2 separate regions of the Mus musculus genome follow, and region 1 is linked to region 2. Evidence: chromatin contacts called from public Hi-C data. All regions are on one chromosome and are shown on one strand. Each heading gives the region's core, a stretch centred on a gene start, on an enhancer-like site or on the middle of the called end of the contact. The rest is flanking DNA. Distances are from core to core; before and after follow the strand shown.

What was found. Hi-C and Micro-C count contacts between places; a contact is called where the count stands out from the background.
Region 1: a contact with region 2 is called in a Hi-C map of the N1E-115 cell line, with 4 times the contacts expected there. The contact joins two enhancer-like sites. A contact is called at or near these places in 2 of 484 Hi-C or Micro-C datasets (the N1E-115 cell line and cerebral cortex).

The regions. Positions count from the first base shown.
Region 1 is chr6:36,669,702-36,672,401 of GRCm38.p6, reverse strand. No RefSeq gene overlaps it. Among named protein-coding and RNA genes, the nearest start is that of Ptn, 140 kb to the left of the region's middle. Within about 2 kb of position 1,286, at least 16 of the 459 cell types and tissues checked have an H3K27ac peak or open chromatin away from gene starts, as enhancers often do. A contact at or near this core is called in the N1E-115 cell line, where this site is marked.
Region 2 is chr6:35,995,571-35,998,270 of GRCm38.p6, reverse strand. It overlaps Gm38790 (a long non-coding RNA gene), which reads left to right. Exons shown (of 4, transcript XR_868978.1): 2 at 989-1,113. Among named protein-coding and RNA genes, the nearest start is that of Gm38790, 2.8 kb to the left of the region's middle. Within about 2 kb of position 1,325, at least 3 of the 459 cell types and tissues checked have an H3K27ac peak or open chromatin away from gene starts, as enhancers often do. A contact at or near this core is called in the N1E-115 cell line, where this site is marked.

The sequences.
Region 1 (2,700 bases), core at 37-2,536, 670 kb before region 2:
TAGATTTTGCAGTAGTTTCCTTTGCTTTCTTAAGGGCAAAATGCCCCCTTCTGCATGTGTCTTCCCACCCTCTTTCCTCAGAACATTCACTTTAAATAAAGTCACTCCAGGACAGCCTCATATTCCATGTTGGGGATTAAAAGGGAGGAACAATTTTATGGCTTTCTGGGTTGGTGTTTTCTCTTCCTTTCTTTAAATTTTTCCCCCTTTGAGATAGAGAAAAACTGATTGTTTCAAAGTATATTTCCTTCACTATACCATTGTATTGAAAGACCCACAATGTGAGGACTCCCCCATGTTCTGACTCAGGAGAGGCGACACCCTAAATCAGTCACGAGAAACGGTCTTGCTGCAAACTGCAAGAGGACTTTTAATTCAAGAGTGTTCTCGGGCCCATGGTCATACACCACGCAGGGGTAGAGGACCTGGGTAAGGGGGTATTTAAAGGAAGAAATCACAACTCAAGGAAGTGGGGAGGGCGTTGTTGGAAAATACCAAAGATAACAGTTAAGAGTCACAAGGAAGTGCTAAGTCACAAGAGTCACAAGGAATACCTGGTAATTGTTTGGGCTATCTCTCAAGACAGTTTCTAAGAGCCCCTAACAACAGCACATTCTTTGAATGAACACTCTTTTAACCCAGGAAACGGGTGGGTGGAGGAATGTCGCTATCTGTTTTATGATTAGCATACCTTGGAGCATTGAGTCACAAAGGTCACATTCCCAAGCCTGGGCCTAAAGGCCTAGATTTTTGCTTTTATATTTTTCATTATATAGTTATTAATTTTCAAACTCAAACAAGGACTGCTGAGATAACTTATTCATTGCCACACAAGGCTGACTACATGACTGCTTCTTCAGAACCCAGGCAGAACTGGAAGAGAATTGACTCCACAAGGTTGCCCTCTGACCTCCCCACCAACACGAGCATAAGTGTTGCGTACACATACACACCCCATCAAAAGAAATTTATATGACTCAATAAGACTGTGTATAAATTCACCATAATGGAGGCAAGACCTCTTGTGACTAACATTCCATTAGTCACACTGAATGTTAGCCATGACCCCTGTGTCCTGATGCATCTGTGCTTTCTGGATACAGAATCTTGGCCTGTCCTATAGTCGTTAGGAATGCTGAGCATGATTAAGGCTGTAGAGGAAGAGAAGAAGAAGAACCATAGTGTGCTGGCTAGCTTTATGTCAATTTGACACAGGCTAGAGTCATTTGAAAGGAGGGAACTTCAACTAGGAAAATACTTGCATAAGATCCAGCTGTAGGGCATTTTCTTAGTGATTAATAGGGGAGGACCCAGCCCATTGTTGGTAGTGCTATCTATCCCTGGGCTGGTAGTCCTTGGTTCTCTAAAACAATCAATCAATCAAACAAACAAACAAACAAATAAAAACAGGTCGAGCAAGCCATGAAGAGCAAGCCTGTAAGCAGCACCCTTCCATGGCTTCTGGATCAGCTCCTGCCTCCAGGTTCCTGCCCTGCTTGAGTTCCTGTCCTGACTTCAGCATCAGCTGAATAAACCTTTTTCTTCCCAAGTTACTTTGGTCACAGTGTTTCATCACAGCCATAGTAACTGTAACAAAGGCAAATACCTATTCTTAAATGAAAAGGTACATTTCTCAGTCATAATGGCTGCAATTACTGAGGAAGCGCCAATCAAGTAAACAGGTCAGATGTATCTGTTTGTGTTTAAAGACCAAGGGAATGTCTTCATGGGTCAGGACAGCTGAAACTCAGTTAGGAATTGAAGCATCAACAAAGAACTCACCCAGAAAGGAGTGTCCTAAATTACAACCTTATAGCCAATAGATTCTAGAATATGATAAAATATAAACACAGTCCACAGAATGGCAAAAATCACAAAACTTACAATGTTATCAGAAAGGTAGGGGACGGAATTTCAAGCTGTTTTCAGTAATGTTGTAGAGTATGGTTGGGCTTTGTGCAATAAACTCAGTAAAATATTTCCTCATCTTTTATAGACTCTATGCCATTCCCACAAAGCAGATTTTCTTCCTCTATCCTAATTCAAATGATCCTGCTTTGCTCTAGGTTTCATTTCATTCAAGTGATATGTTTGTTAAAAGCGAAGTGGCCATGAGTAGCTCTTGATTTTAAGAGTGTCTAAGCTAGATTCAGCAAGGGCTCTCAACTCTGTTCCCTAAGATGTAAGCATATGGATCCTGGAAAAGGTGTAAACATCACGCTTCATTTATAATAATATTAGCAACCAAGGCATACCGCTATCAAACCCATTCTCAAAGTCTTCCAAATAACCTATCTCACCGGCAAGCAATTGCTGTTGCTGCTGCTGCTAAGCAGAGCAAGAGACCAGAGACAGGCACACTACAAGTACCTTCTTAAATATGCACAGAGCTGAGTCAGAAAAAACAGGTAAATAAGAACAAATAGTGGGACTTTTAAAGTACTACCAAGAATAATTCAAGGTCATAAGAGAAGCTATGGAGTAAGGTAGAAACCAAGACTGAAATGGAAAAAGGATTTGGCTTGAACATTGATGGTTGGCTAATTCAGATATTCAAGTGTTTAATTCAAATATCCCAACACTCTGCCCTCCATTCCAGCACTTTGTATTCACATAAAGGTTTCCAGGTTCAAAATAACAGCACTCATGTAGGTTCACTTAAGCAAGAAAGAATATTCCATCAAACATACACTGGGTACA
Region 2 (2,700 bases), core at 76-2,575:
TGCTGTATTGGCTCAGTTTGCCCTGCTTCAAAAGCTCTTTTAAGAGTTTTAATCACATTGTGTCTTCAGTACATTTGCGGGTGTATGACTGAAGATCTGGACGTCACTCTTGAAGTATGTACGTAATTCTTTTTGTATTCCATAAGTAAATTTAATCTCCCAAAACAAGAAACATAAGGTCTGAACTTGTGTCTTATCTTCAGAATAGCATTCATCACAGAGTCTCTGTTAAGAGTCTGACAGCATATTTGCTAATTCATAAGCCTTTCATATCTTCCTTTTATTTATCCACTGCAATTTTGTTATTTGCCTCTGTGTATAACCATTTTTCATAAACATATGTTAAATAGCATTGGGTCCATTCTAAATTAAACACGTTGGCTCAACTAACTTCTTAAATAATAGATAGGCCTATTTGAGAAGACTTACAGTGTATATATCTGTTTTATAACTTTACTTTGTTCTACTAGATTTGTTGATATACATATACATATACATCATATACATATACACATACACATACACATACACATACACATACACATACACATACACATACACATACATATACATATACATATACATATATAATCAGCAGCAGCTGCTGCTGTGGCTTACCACTTGATTTTTGTTGTCTAATACTGTTTTGTTACTCCATGTCCTTTCATTTCTATACTATTTTACAATTATTTTGTCCATTTCTGGACCCCACTGGGATTTTTAATAGGATCAAAAATAATGTACATAGAACTTTACAGAGATTAAAAGATAAAATAAGTATTTAGTTACCTAATACATGGAAATGGGTAATCTCTCCATTTATATGTCTGATTCTCATGTCTCTTTCCACATTCACCTTCATTGTAAAGATGTTGCAGGTGCTCCGGTATTTTACCTCTGTGATGGTCACTCTTAGTTGTCAACTTGATGGATTCTGAGAGCAACTAAGAGATACACTTCCAAGTAGGTCCCTGATGCTATTTTCCAGAATGGTTAACTGAGGGCGAAGAACCTCCCTCAACATGGACAACACCATTCATGCACAACCCAGATCCAAGAGGGAAAAGGGAAGAGCAAAGCAGCCTCATCCCCCATCACTTTTCCTCCTCACAGGTGAGTGTACCAACTCTGCTGTTGCTGCTGCTGCTGCCATCCTTCATCTTCTATGGCCTTCCTACCTAGACTGGAGACCAGAAGCTCCCTAGTAATCCTCAAGGCTTTCAGTGCCAGGTGGGGACAGCTGAAGCACCCAGCTTCCCAGACTGTATAACTGTCATGTCCTTAGGCTGGTCTATGTTTACATTGTGGGATCCCCACCCCCACCACAGGTCATACTGTATAAGCCAATCTGATGAGTCTCCATCATAATACATTCATCCTGTCCTTTTCTCCTATTAAGCCCTGATTAATAGAGTCCCTAAGCACTTTATATATCTGTGCTGTTGGAATTGCTAGAGGGTGCAGTTGTACATGATTGCAGTTGGTTTGTGGCTTTCTGAATTTCAATGTTGCCAACTAACTGGGAACAATAGTCTATTTTTGAGGATTTTCTGTATACAGTGATTATATGTGCTCTGAGTTAAAATGATTTTGCTTCCTTTGCAATCCGTATGATTCTTGTCGCTTCTTCCTACGTTGTCAGGCTGATAGAACCTCTGTAAGAATGCTGAACACCAATAGGAAGGGCAACCATTGTTGTCTTCACAGTGTTAGGAGTAAAACATTCAGAATTTTACCACTAAGTAAGAAGCTAGCTGGAAATCTTTCAGAGATGCCCTTCATTTACTTAAGGAAATCTATCTGGCTTCTGAGAGTTTTATCATGAACAAAGATTTTGTTCATGTGTCTTCTCTTTCCCCACTGAGGTCATGTGAACTTCCTTAGTTGACATCATGGCAGATCACATGAGCTGATTCCTAAGTATCCAACCCCGATGATTTGAGCTGCATTTTTTTTTAATCTTCATTTCAGTCTTCTCTTTGCTTACAGTTAAATTTCCTCCTCATTTTTTCAGTCTGACCTTAGATTATTCAATTTTAGATTTTTTTCTCATTATGTCCCCATCAAGAAAGGGATATGTTACAGTAAATCTTCTCCCAAATATGCCCTGGTAATGAAAACACAACACAGTTAATGTGATTACATGCTGTGTGCCTAGACTGGACAGATCTACCACTACACTACCATCTTCCACAGCTGATGAGACCCCTTAGAACTTGCGGTTTCTCCAGGCCATGTGCTTCTGCTCTGCTTTTCTTCATCTTCCTCCTCCTCTGCATCCTCTCCCTCTTCCATTTTCTCCTTCTCTCTCCCGCCTGCATTCCTCTCCACCTTCCCTTTTATCTGCCCAATCATCAGCTCTCCTTTATTTTACAAATTAAGGTAGGAAGCGGGTTTACAGGAAATCACCTGAGTGCTGACTCATTCCTTGTTGGAAGCCACTCACAGGAGAATGGAGTTATCAAATATAATTAACCCCAGGGCTATCCACAACAGGGATATGGTATGGTATGAAAGTGGGGTACCGGGCAATTTCATCTTGGTAAACATTATAGGGTATTCTTTCATAAACTGAGATGCTACAGTTTCACCCTGTGTAATTTTAAGGTGCATACAGTCAGTCTGAAGGCTACAAGTACAAATATTTAGTGTTGTGGTCATCTTTATAATTCTCTCTTTGGCTATACCTGTGATCCGTGA